Linked DNA regions of Triticum aestivum: region 1 is linked to region 2. Evidence: chromatin contacts called from public Hi-C data. All regions are on one chromosome and are shown on one strand. The core of a region is the stretch at or near the end of the contact, and the rest is flanking DNA. Distances in the headings are between cores, read along the strand shown. Region 1 holds the start of LOC123158100 (pyrophosphate-energized vacuolar membrane proton pump). Region 2 has its middle 66 kb from the start of LOC123157937.

Evidence for each region. Hi-C and Micro-C count contacts between places; a contact is called where the count stands out from the background.
Region 1: a Hi-C map of leaf shows a contact between it and region 2, with 2.9 times the contacts expected there. The contact joins the promoter of LOC123158100 here to the enhancer-like site in region 2. A contact is called at or near these places in 3 of 5 Hi-C or Micro-C datasets (leaf and an unstated tissue) and 1 of 1 datasets of contacts at active chromatin or transcription factors (leaf).

Annotation. Positions count from the first base shown.
Region 1 is chr7B:44,495,487-44,502,358 of IWGSC CS RefSeq v2.1, reverse strand. LOC123158100 (pyrophosphate-energized vacuolar membrane proton pump) reads right to left here and starts at 2,539. Exons shown (of 8, transcript XM_044576225.1): 1 at 2,193-2,539; 2 at 91-662. The coding sequence starts at 2,433.
Region 2 is chr7B:44,105,412-44,112,619 of IWGSC CS RefSeq v2.1, reverse strand. No RefSeq gene overlaps it. Among protein-coding and RNA genes, the nearest start is that of LOC123157937, 66 kb to the right of the region's middle. Within about 2 kb of position 4,004, at least 8 of the 8 cell types and tissues checked have an H3K27ac peak or open chromatin away from gene starts, as enhancers often do. A contact at or near this core is called in leaf, where this site is marked.

The DNA.
Region 1 (6,872 bases), core at 1,290-3,789, 390 kb before region 2:
AGCATAACAGTCACAGTACAATTGTAAGGAAAGTCTCCTAATTTGCCTAAAACGATTAGCCAAAAGCTGAGAAGAGAGAAGAGAACTCACAGCTGGGTTCCTTGGGTCATCCTCAGGAATGTTCCTCTCAACTTTGCCAACAAGATCAGCACCCACGTCAGCAGCCTTGGTGTAGATACCTCCACCAACTCTTCCGAACAGAGCCATGGAAGACCCACCAAGACCATAACCAGTGATGGACTCAAAAAGACCTTCCCAGTCATCACCGTAGTACATCTTAAACACGTTGATGGTGATGTAAAGAACCACAAGCCCACTTGATGACAACAAGAAGCCCATGACTGCACCAGAGCGGAAAGCGGTGATGAATGCCTTCCCAACACCCTTCCTTGCTTCCAGGGTCGTCCTGGCATTGGCATATGTGGCGATCTTCATTCCAAGGAAACCAGACACCAAAGATGTGATGGCTCCAAGCAAGAAAGATGCAGTGCTGAAGAGGGCGGTGTAGAGAGCTGGCTTGCAGGTGCCCGTGCTGTAGGTGCAGGGCTGGCCCTTGGTGCTGAATCCCTCAATCGACCCAAGGAAGAGGAAGATTATCGCAGCAAAGACGACCATGAACATACCAACATACTGGTACATGGTGAAAAGAAACGATGTTGCTCCTGTTCACAATAAAAGTTAATTGTTACACATAAATCATATGATCAAACTAAATAGTTACATTAAATAAAGTCAGCTTTTCATTACAGCTAACAGTGCACATATTATTACATTAGATAACCTCAGTTCAATTGTATCTTCCTGAAATTAGTTCAATTGTATCTTCCTGAAATTAGTAAGTAACGAAATAGGATCTACCTAGAGACTGACACATTGACAAACAACTACTCCCTCTGTAAACTAATATAAGAGCATTTAGATCACTAACTTAGTAATCTAAACGCTCTTATATTAGTTTACGGAGGGAGTATCTACCACCCACTGCCGTTTTACATCTAGGGGAGAGCAGCAAGCCACGCACCCAATCCTATCGAGCAGACAATTCCAAGAGTAGATCTTCCACTGTACACGTCCCAATCAAAGAAGAAACAAATTGGTGACACCAATCACCGAACCCCAAGAAACAGGACACGCATCGGATGAGGATGGAGATGGCAATCTCACAAGGCTAGGGACAAACTGACACGTCAGTGACAGATGGCCGGGATCCTTATCCATGAGCCTGACGTTTCAGGTCTGGATCTGCCTACCCAGGGCAGTGGAGTGAGCTAAGTCAAGGCAGCTCACAACGTGTCTAGCTTGCTGCGTTTGGCAGATCCATCACGCACCTTCCACTACCAAGAGTATGATACTCTAATTAAAATAAGACAGCGACGGTAGAGATGTGCAGTTGCCCACTGAAAGCTGCATCTTTTACTACAGCACCGACGCAGGGCACGGGCACCGCTCAAGGCATTAAAAGAACTGTTTATTGAAGCCTTAATCTAGCACCAAACACAAGCATCTGATGTCAATTTTCATTCATTTCATTCAGATTCAAAAAATGGAAAATGGTGATTTGCTAGCCTAGCAAGCCCCACATGGAGCCGCATAAACAAAGATCTAACAAGCAAAGGTGACAAAAGAGCCCACTTTGAAATCCTACAGATTTGGAACTAAGTCAGGAGTGACAAATATCTTAGGGGCGCGGCATGGTTTGGGGGGAAACGACACTGTTCTGCAGCGCCCACGGGCGAATCAAAAGCTCCGGCGCCCGGATTCGGTTTCCTTTTGCATAAAAGGAAGTAAGGAAGAGCTTTTAGCATCGCAACAGTTGAGCTTTCTCATGGTTTTATCCTTCCCTAAAGAGGAAAAAACACTCTAGGAGCACGGCTGAGCTGAAATTCGAAATTTCACCGCGCAGATCAGCGCTAGAATCGACGAAACGAGCCAACGGACGGCCACAATCCGAGCCATTTGGCCCTGAAAAGGGGTGGCAGTCTAGCAAGATTCTACCTTTCTGTAGGCAATATACTACCCGGCAGTTTCAAACATTATCCGCGCTCGAAGCGCGGCCGCTTCCTCCGGAGAAACGGCCGCGAAACGGGCGGATCTGCGCGCGCCGAGCAACGCCCGCCCCAGATCTGGGGAGAGAGTGGGAGGGAGGGGGAGGGGTGGGGGGGGACCACCGTCGGCGGGGGGCCTGAGCTCACCTTCTGAGATGGCGGTCTGGATCTCGGCGCACTTGACGACGACGTTGTGGTCGTTGAGGCCCTCCTCCTCCTCGATGAGGTAGTCGCCGTAGCCGTTCTTGCTACCGGCGGCGGCGGAGGCGGCGCCGGGGGTGACCTTGACCTTGGAGACGATGAACCACTGCGCGACGGCGAAGACGATGCCGACGACCCCGCAGACGGGGATGAGGATCTCGGTCCCGAGCTCCCCGAGGATCGCCATGGCTGACGAAACCCTAACGGACCGAACGGACGGTACGGACGAGGCGGCGGGGGTGAGGGGGGGACGGGTCTCTCGCTCTCTGCGTGCCTCCGAGCTCGGGAGGCCTGCCGCTTTATATAGCGGCCGCGGCCCGTGGCGAGGAGAGGGAAATGGGACCCGTACGTGGTCAGTAAGGAACGGAGGGGGCTGCTCGTAAGAGAGTCCCTCTGTCCCGTTGTAAGTTTTCTGCGGCCATCCTGGACCCAATGGCAGGTGGGCCCCGGGGATAGGGTATCTTTTTATCCGGTGGTATTTGCGAGGGGATTCGATTCTCTTCTCTCTTTTTTTTTCTTTTGCGCCTGCCTCGGTATCGGTAGAATCTGCCATCACAGTGACGGCACGGGGCGAAACCACGGCCAACACGAACGGATTAGCACTTCTAAGTGAACAAATTCGCATGGTTAACCTGGCTTAACAATGCATTTCTGGTAACCACGGATGGCACGCCACGGCTACTCGCGGGCGGCGGCGATGGTTATCCGGTCGACCGGGGGGCATCTATCTACTCCCTCCGTTCGGAATTACTTGTCACAAAAATGGATGTATCTAGACGTATTTTAGTTGTAGATACATCCATTTTTATCCACTTTTGAGACAAGTAATTTGGAACGGAGGGAGTATCTATCTACTCGACTCTATCCAGGTGCTGGTGACGAGCTGGTCGTTCTATCTCAGTTACAGCACGACGCCTTGTCACTGGGTTGATGGTACTGGTAAAAGGTTTTTATTGCCATTGATGAGATGGTTAAGATGCCGATGATGATGGTGCTTTTGGTTAGGCTCGGTAAACTACTTTACCAACTGATCCATTACTTGTTGCTAGCGGAGTAGTGCTTTTGTTGAAATGGAGAGATAAGAAAGTTGAAATGGGCTAGAGGAGTACTTGATCATAGAAATTGTCACCCGGAGGCGTATACTCGTAGCAGAAACAGAGTTGATACAACACGTGGATGTACAACCGTCGTTAAATTGTTTTTTTTTCTCCTTGTAAATTTTCAAATGACCTATTAGGGGAGGAGCGTTGTAGGCCCGGACTTCCAGATTTGGACGGGTAAATTTCGGCAGGGGGGAGGTGCAGGTAAGGCTTCGAGAGATTCCAAAAATGGCTAAAGCCTCCATCTCTCCCTGTATATAGACGTCTCCATAATTGGCTTTTGTGTTAGAGGCCCAGTAGAATTCCATGCCTATTTTTCAATTGAGCTTCAACATGTAAAGTGTGTGAGTTTAAAGGTTTTCCATGCTCATTGTGTGAAATAAGGATGCTTAGCTAGCACCCCTTTTTGGTACGGCCAATTACGGGTTGCTTGTCCTTTTTTTAACCTTTTTATGTTATTATTTTATTTAAGTTTTTTATCTTCTTCTCTACATTTTTTATTTTTGTTTCTTCTTTATGCCTCGTTTGGAGGGGGTTTGGTAATCCCTCCCCTCCACCCAATTTCCTCAACTCCCAACTAATACCCTCCCCCCTCCCCCTTTCTTCCTCATAAATCCATTTGTTTGGTTAAACCACATACGACAGTAGTAGCATCACGAGCCCCCTTGTCTCATCCCGTTCCGCGAGTGGCTTCCAGAGTTTTCTACAACACGTCGGTTGGGTCTTCGTAGGTGTTGGTGGGGAGGGGGAGGGGGAGGGGTTGGCATGGGGCCGGCGGTGATTCCTTGGTATCTGGGCCCTATGGGGATATTCCCATCTAAACCTCTTCCAACGAACAAGGCCTTATGCTTCCATGAAAATTGGTGTCTTTATTTAAATTTTGATATTTAAATTACTTTTACTCTTAGTATTTATTTATAAAAATGGAACAACATTGTGTATGGTTAACATGGCATTAACCTCGAGCAGCCTACAAATTGTGTATGGTTAACTTACTTAACAATGCATTTCTATTTCCCACGGATGGCACGCCCCGACTACTTGCGGGCGGCGTCAATGGTTATCCGGTCGACCGAGGCATCCATCTATCTATCTACTCTATCTAGGTGCTGCTGACGAGCTGGTTCTATCTCAATTACCAGCACTTGACAGCACAACACCTAGTCACTACATTGATTGTACCGGTAAAAGTTTTTATTGGCAATTGGTGAGCCTAGGCTCGTTAAGATGCCTGATGATAATGGTGCTTTTGTTTTTTTTTTTAAAATTGGGAGTGGTCGTGCTTTTGGTTAGGCTCGTTAAACTACTTTGCCAACTGTTATCCATTACTTCCTAGCAGGGTGCTTTTGTTAAAATGAAAACAAAAGGTTGAAATGGGCTAGAGGAGTACTTGATTATAGAAATTGTTACGAGAGACATATACTCGTAGTATAAACAGAGTCAATATAGCAAGGATGTACAATTGTAGTTATATTACATTTTTCTCCTTGTGGTTTTTCAAATAAACCTATTAGAGGAGGAGCGTCGTGAGCCCGAACGTCTAGATTTGGACGGGTGAATTTGGGCACAGGGGAGGGGATGGTAAGGTTTCGGGGAGTTTTGGAAAATGGCTAAAGCCTGCGCCTCTCCCTGAATATAGACGCCTCCATAATTGGTTGTTGGGTTAGAGGCCTCTTGAATTCCATGTCTATTTTGAATCACGCTACAACATGTTAAGCGTGCATCCTTAAATGTTTTCTATGCTCATTGTGTGGAATAAGGATGCTTCGCTAGCACCCCTTTTTGGTACGGCCAATTACGGGTTGCATGGCTATTTATTTGTTATCCCCTTTTCTGATATTATTTTATTTAATTATTCATCTTCTCATCTATATTTTTATTTTCCTTTCTTCTTTAGGCATTGTTTGGTGGCGAGGTTTTGCAGCTCCAAGGGGGTAGGGATTAGAGGGAATTTGGTGATCCCCTCCCCTTCGTCTGTTTCTCCAAATTATGCACTAATCTCCCACCACCTGATAAATTCGTTTGTTTGGTTAAACCTCCTACGACAACAGCAGCACAGTGAGTGCCCTTGTTCATCCCATTCCACAAGCGGCTCCTGGAGTCTTTTGCACCATGTGGTTTTGGACTTGGGAGGGGTTGGTCGGGAGGGGGGCTGGTATGTTCAATCCCTGCCATACCAAATGGGCTGACGGGGACTTTTGGGTATTATGGGCCCTGTGGAGATATTCCCCTCTAAACCTCCCCAAAACTCTTCCAACAAACAAGGCCTTATGCTTCCATGAAAACCGGTATATTTAATTAAATTTTGATTTAAATTAATTTTATCATTTGTGACGGTGTCTCAGACTGGGTGTCTCTAATCACATCTTCTCCCAGCATGGTGGACTGGGCTGGGGACCCCCATGTTGGTTCACCAATGAGCCACATCGAGCGGCCCATGGCATATGAAAGGAAGATTCCTGGAGATTTATTGTACACTCCAAGATACTAAAATCGTCTACAACTCATTCTTCCTGTATGTAACCGACTAGGATGTAACACTAGACACCCCCCGGTATCCATATAAACCAAGGAGTGGGGCTCGTAGGAGACAGCCAACAATCTCAGGGTAGATTGATTGTACTCTGTACTCCATCCAAAGCAATACACAAAAGCAGAACTTAGTGTTTTACTCTATGGAGAGCCCGAACCTGAGTAAAAACTCGTGTCCTCGTTATCACTGTATTTAGGCTCTTAGTTCGGTACCCCCTACCCGAGATTTACTGGATTTGACCACATCACTTTGTATTTATTTATAAAAAACACAACAATAAAAAATTCAATGCATGAATATTTTTTAAAACTCTATGACCATAGATTCTGAATGTATGGATAGTTTTAAAATAAATATCTTTCATTTGAAATCATGAATTCAATAGATATTAACATTTAAAGGGTTTTTATAGCACAAAATAGTTATGTTACTCATGAGTGGTGTGAAACATTTAACTGGTAGTGAAACTATTTTATTTGCCATATAATATTTCTTTTATAGAGAGTGAAACATATCCCGAGAAAATCCCCAGGACCCATTTCACCGCTGATGAAAGATCAATTCTACAGAATACTCGACATTTAGCTACCAATAATAGTCTCGGTCATTTGAAAGACACATTCACCAATGATGAAATCGACAAGGTTATCAATTTATGCATAATGACAAGTCCATAGGACTAGATGGTTTCAATGGTCTTTCCATGAAAAGATGATGGCATGTTATTACAAATCTGTATTACAAGTTATGTTTTAACTTTCAAAATAAAGAGAGAGAAATACAACTTGTTAACACTTTGTATATATCACTCATTTCTAAGATACCTACTTTTGAATCTGTAGCAGACTAGAGACCAATCTCTGTGGTGAGCATGCTTATTGAAGTGTTAACAAGATTAAAGGCCAACATGGTACAAATATTTATCATATTAATACTTAACAATGATTAATGCGAGATTGTTAAAAACATAAATATTCAAGAATGCTTTTATTG
Region 2 (7,208 bases), core at 2,755-5,254:
GACCAGATTTGGGACCGCTGAATCCTGCATTAACTGTCATATCGTCTGCGTCATTGGTGTTGTTGTTCCGACGTTTGTTTTTATTGTGGTGAGGCTTACCATTGCCGTCCCGCACTTCAGAGGTGCCGGGGTCGCCTGAGTTGTTGCTTCTATGAGCCAACCAGCTGTCTTCGCCCGCACATAAGCGGGTCATGAGTGTCATTAAGGCCGCCACACTAGTAGAAAACGGAGCTTTAATACTGGTTCATAAGGGCCTTTAGTGCCGGTTCTGCAAACCGGCACTAAAGAGTGGAGACTAAAGGCCTCCCCCCTTTAGTACCGGTTCGACACGAACCACCACTAAAGGCCCATCACGTGGCGTGAGCTCGCGCCGTGGTATGGGGGGCCTTTAGTACCGGTTGGTGTCACCAACCGGTACTAAAGGTATTTTTTTAAATTATTTTTTGAAAATTTTGGGAAAAAATTGATTTTTTTTTTCGATTTTCGATTTTCTGAATTATTTGATGATTTAGTCTCTAATCGCCCATCTTAACTGCTCGTGTGTGGATCACTCATTCTAAATCGTCTAACTTCCCGTCCGGTCACCCATCCCAAGTCTGCACTTGTTGTTTTCCTTATTCCCAAGTCTGCACTTGTTGTTTTCCTGACAATAGTAAGATGTGAATCCTATTAACCCTTAGGAGTTTAGCTTGAGCATGAATTCACACGTTTCACTGTTTGAGTTTGAAACTATTATTCTAAAAAACAATAATTATGTAGTAACACTAATATTTCTTGAATAAGTAGTTTGACCATAGTTTGACCAGATTTGACCAAAATTCAAAAAAACTGAGATACTTATTTAGTAACACTAATATTATTGCTTAATTATTTAGTAACACTATATATTTCTTGAATCAGTTGTTTGACCGGTTTGACAAGATTTAACCAAAATTCAAAAAAACATAAATTAGAGCATATCTTTTTTTCCTTTTACAATTTTGTCATTTCAAAAATTATCCTAAACCCTAAACCCGGGACTTAAAACGTCGGAAACTCTATGCTAAATGGTAAAAACTAAGGGTTTAAACCATAAAACCTAACCCTAAACTCTGAAATCTAAACCCTAGCACTAAACGCTAAAAACGTCTAAAAAACGTCTAAAACGCCCCAAAACTCTATTTTTCCTTTGGAATTTTGAGATTTTAAAAAATTGTCGAAACGGAAAACTTGTTGTTTCAGCGGATCAATCTCTTTGTTCTACAAATTTTGATATATTATATGTATTTTTCTGAATTAGGATGATTTAGTTATGATTTTTTCAAGTTTGAAAATTGCCCTATTGTTCCGGTTTGTGTCTCCAACCGGGACTATAGGTTAGACCCCTTTAGTGCCGGTTCGTGGCACGAACCGGCACTAAAGGTTGGCCCTTTAGTACCGGTTTGTGCCACAAACCGGGACTAAAGGGGCTCGTGGGCCCCGGCCTGACGCCAGCCTGCCACCACCCCTTTAGTACCGGTTCGTGGCACGAACCGGTATTAAAGGTTCAACACAAACCGGCACTAATGCATAGCCGTTCGAACCGGTACTAATGATACCATTAGTACCGGGCTAAAATCGAATCGGGACTAATGTGTCTCACATAAGGTCCTTTTTCTACTAGTGCCATGGTCCTCGGCTTTTCCTGACCGAGGTGTGCCTAGAAGTACCATTCCAACAACTAGCATGGGTCGGCCTGACGGGAGGAAGAGAGAAAATGAGAAGCTCAAGAGAGCAGGAGAGGTGGAGGCGATGAAAAAAAATATTGATGAGTTGATGAAAGGATGAAATGTGTGCAATGAGAAGAGGAAGCAAGAAAAGCTAGAGATGAAGGAGAAGAAGAACGAAGACAAGAAGGCATTATGGAAGGCTATGCAAGAGAGCAAACTGCATCAGACATTGAGGAGAAGAGGCTTCAACTTAAGACCGAGATGGAGCCACGTAGGCTCCAAATTAAGGTGAATCAGGTGAGAGATAACCGCACGAACACTAAAAATCAGTTCATCATGATGGATCCGAGCACAATGGATCTAGTGGCTCGATAGTTTTGGGCGAAGCCGAGAGATATCATCGTACATTCGAGGAACCTCGAAAAAGAGCCCGGAGCACATGCCGGAGGAGGGAACGTTGCAAATGCTGGCGAAAGGGGACGGTGCACACCATGATGGCATTCCGAGCTTCCACGGGACAGGCCTGATGTGGACGCGCAGCCGTCGGTTCTCCGGCTCCGTAGAAAACTGCAACCGATGGAGTGGAGAGCCACATCCGGGGCCGGGCGGGCGGCGGCACGCTCCCCGCCGTGCCCTGCCCTGCCCCCGACACTTCCAAACGCGGGCATGGGCGCCAGGCCGATCACGGTCGACCGCCGCTGAGGCGAGAGGGTAACGTGGTCACGGCTGGCCCGCCGCAACCGCCAAGCGTACGTCCATCCATGCATCGTCGGGAAGCGCCAACTTGCAAAAGTTGCACGTACGCACCACAGTTCAAAAAAAAAAAGTTGCATGTACAACTCTACCGACGTGCGTGCGTACGTACGTAGGCCGGAGAAGAAATAAAGCAGCGGCGGCAGCGCGCACACGGCAGCGCAATCATTCGGCCGTCCGTGCCGCCATGCGCGCCTCTGATCTCCCACCTGCCGCCGGGAGCTGTCCACGTCCGGCCGGAACGGCCGAATGATGCCAGCACCCTTGTTTCGTACGCTACCCGCGCATCGGAATCGTGCATTCGTTCAAGAAGGAGCAGGAGGTGAAGCTGGTCTGTGCATCCGGATCCGGTCGTCACCAAGATGAGAATATGAGAGAATATGAGACGGATGGATTGGATCTGGGTGTCATCGACGGCGATCGTACGATTGTCATATCATGCGCCCGTAGAATACCGACGGGCATTGCCCGTTCGTCTCTCTCCACCGTTGTTTACCTAACGTAAAACGGTTGGCCTGAAAGCGGCAAGAAACTACTGCGCCTGCCTGCCAACCTGCCTGCGCGCACACGTTCTAGAGACGGAGCCTCAGTTTGTACACTACTACCACTCTAGTAGCGAGTAGTGATGAGTGAGAAGAGAAAGAGAGAGAGATTTCCGAGCAACTCCGAACCACCGTAGACGTCGCGGTCGCATGGATATCCCATCCCATCCCTCCCATCGCTTGTTGTGACCTACCGACTGAGCTGTGATCAGATCAGATCAGTCACCAACACCGCAACAGCAAACCTCGCTTAAAAATAAAACGACCAACTCAACACCACCAACAACTAGAAGCAGGCCTCCTTTCTTTTCTCTTTTCCATTCCAGAAAGACGACCGGACTTTTTAAATCCCGATTCCGGCAGCAGCAGCAGCAGCAGTACCTGCACCAACTTGATCGGGCAGATCAAGCCGGCACGCATTTCCCACGGCGCCACCGCCACGTGACGCCATCGGCATATGCAAAACGTCCCGATCTATGAGCATATTACGATCCCTGCTTGCCGTTCTGGTGGAGGTCTCACCTGCCCTCCCACGAATCGCTCCCCAGATCCCGCTCCTGCACTGCACCTGCACGGCCAGCCAGCCAGGCAGGCAGAGGCAGATCCACGGCGGTATTGCCACGCGCAAGAAAGACCAGCGGAAGGCACAGATCCAGCCATCTCCGGTGGCGCCGCACGTTGGAACTTGCCGCGAGATGCATGGCAGGAGCTTGGCTGGAATGCGAATCTGGATCGGCTCGCGTCCAGCCGGCCGGAGTTGGCATAGAAAAAGGCGGTCGTTTCGGCCAGACACTGATATGGCGGAGCACATGTGCATGCCTGGATCGGGAGTGGGAGTGTCGCCGCTCATACTTTGCTTGCTTCACTTGCCGGAAGTACTAGAAGGAAGGGTTGGGAATTCGCACAGAAAAGAAAAAGGAATGAAGGGAGAAGGGTGGGAATATCTCGGGGCATATGCCACGCCAGCGACGCCAAACGGGGCCGCGGGCATATGCCGTCGCGGCTCGCGCCGTGCCCGCAGGGACCGGGCCGCTCGTTGCGGCAAAGAGTCCGCGTTTCGCACAGGCCCGGCTAACCTGGGCCTGGCCCATTCTAGGAACCCACGACTTCCTACTGATCCGCGCGCTGATTATGGTACACTATTTTTCTTGTTCACACACCGCATCTGTCTTACAGAATGACGGATTTCCAATAGTTGGCGCTGCCGCGAGCCGCTGCGACACACAAACTGCAGTGCTAGATTTGCAGCGTGATGCCTAAAGAAACGAACGACGACGGTAAAACATAAACACCAATTCGCAAAAATCTCTCAAAAACAAAAAGGTCCGTGTGAGGCCTCGAACCGAGGACACCTTGCAGGTGAACAACGCCGCCAACCACTGAAATTGCTCAGATTTGATGTCTACAATGTCAGCCCGGTTTATATGAACTATAAGCCGCAATAGATTTTAAAGTTGTCCAAAATTTCGAACGAGTTTTTTTTTAAACAGTAAATATTTCTTGAAACGTGCAGGTTTTTAAATTTCTGAACAAATATTTTAAAAATTGAACATCTTGTGAATGCGCAAACAATTTTTCAGAAAAAGGGACAAAATTAAAAACAAGACCTTTCTTGAAATTACGAACAATTTTTCATGACGCAAAACACTTTTTGCAAAAATGAACGACAATTGACAACTTGATCATTTTTTAAAATTATATTTTTTTTCAAAATGCGAACATTTTTAGAAATTCCCCAATTTTTTTGAATTTAAGAAAAACTTTAAAAAACTTGAACAGTGTTTTAATTTGTGCAAAAATTTGGAAAGCAGGAATATTTTTTAAATTAACAACAAAAAAACTGAATTTGTGAAAGAAACATAAAAATGTGAATATTTTTCATATTCTCCAAACATTTTATGTATTTGGGAACAAATTTTGAAAATATTTAAATTTTTTGAATTTATAAAAAAATGGAAACTAGGATTACTTTTCGAAATTATCGAATACTTTTTAAATTTGTGAACAATAATAAAAAAGGGAACATTTTTAAAGTTGAATTCTATTTTTTTTATTTTAGAACATTTTCGTAAAAGAAGCGAACACTTTTTGAAATTCTTAAATTTTTTGGAAAATAAAGAACACAAAAAGAAACAAAGAAAGAAATAAAAGGAAAGAAAAGGGAAAAAGGGAAATAAATAAATAAATAATGAGGACAAAAGAAAAATGAAAGAATAGAAAAAAAATTAGTTCAGGAACATTCTAGAAGATTCCCAAACCGGGGTGAACAATAATAAAAAAAGGGAACATTTTTAAAGTTGAAATTCTATTTTTTAAGAACATTTTCGTAAAAGAAGTGAACACTTTTTGAAATTCTTAAGTTTTTTGGAAAATAAAGAACACAAAAGGAAACAAAGAAAAAAATAAAAAGAAAGAAAAGGGAAAAAGGGAAACAAATCAATAAATAATGAGGACAAAAGAAAAAAGAAAGAAAAGAAAGAATAGAAAAAAAAACTAGTTCAGGAACATTCTAGAAGATTCCCAAACCGGGGAAACAGGCTGGGAACCTCCTAGAAGGTCCCAAAACAGGTTTATTTTTTAACACAGTATAGACACGGATGCTCATATACACGCACATACACTCACCCCTATGATCGCGCGCACACACACATTCTACCCCTATGAGCACCTTCGAAAGACTACGCCGGCATATCATCTTAAAATTTACGAAGTCACCATAGGCACCTCGTCATCGACGGGAACGTCTCCTCCCACTGAATGCGCATCGCCGGAAATTCTGAAATAAATCTAGGAATAAATGTGAGTATCCGGACTTGAACCCTGGTGGGCTGGAAATACCACAGTCCCTCTAACCAACCAACCACAGGTTGGTTCGCCCAAAACAGGTTACTGTAGCATGTTCGTTAAGGGTTGGCCCATCTCATTCGCTGGTCGCTCGCCTCTGTGCCACATAATGCGGCAAATAGGATTTTGCGTGCAGTACACACACGCAGATGGAGCTGCAGGATGTTTGGGCTGGGTTGTCGTTTGCGGCCCAAGGACCAGAGCAAAGCACACCTCTGGCAAAAAAGAATTCCTAACGCAGTTACCTGGTTCATCAATCTTAAAGCTCAATGTAAATACTCTATTCATTAAATTAGTGGCAAATATAGACGAACCAATGCACACACCTCACATCACACGCACGCGCTCATGCGGAATTTAATGAATAGTGTATTTACATTGAGCTTTTAAGATTGATGAAGTCACCGCTAACGTCTAGCTATCAACCGAGAACATACCTCACATTGAAACAATAATTCCCATCATTGAGATATACTACCTTTGTTCCTAAATGTAAGACGTTTTGGCAGTTCAAACGTCTTACATTTAGGAACAGAGGGTGTACTACATAGCATCAAACATGGGATTTTATCACGTGTTGATTCTCGTTTGTAAAATATGCAAATAGTTGAGTGTATTAGTTGCTCTACTTTTTTTTGTATTTTGCTAGTTTCACCACTTAAATAAAAATGGCCTATCTACATCGGGGTTTTCTCCTAGAGGTAGCCAAATGTTCGAGAACCGTTGAACCGCAATCCAAAGACGAGACCATTTTACTCCCCAATGTGTTGCATATAATTGTCTCACCTTTAATAAACTTTCAATCTACCACATGTCGAACCATCCCTCTATGTCTAGGGGTCGGACTCAAGTGGCGACTTCCCACTCAAAACAATGTTCCCTAATTACCGAGTTCTGTAACATTTTGGATTCTAGAGGCCGATCTTCAAAAATTACGGGAAGCCCATTACATTGTCTTACTTGTCCAGCATAAAATTATCAAATTTGAAAATATTCATTGAGAGATCATAACCATAAAAGATGTCCAAAATAGTGTATATGCATGTAAAATTTATCTTTCATGTTTAAATGACCAATGTTATGTTTACTAAGCCTCAAGAGGTTTTATTCTTTAAAACCAATATAAAGCTATGACTTCTCACAAGATCAACATATGAGATTGATTCGTAATGCTAGAGTACATAATAACGAAAAAGCAAAAGAAGTCTCATGCCATCTCTTTTATGTAATCTCACACCAAAGGATACATAGATAATTGCTCTGAAGGAGCGATAGAACACATTGCAAACTATGTCGTACTATAATTTCTTCCCTAAACTATGATATAACTAAAGATGGAGATAAAAGATAACAATAATGATAATGATGGTGATAAAGATAC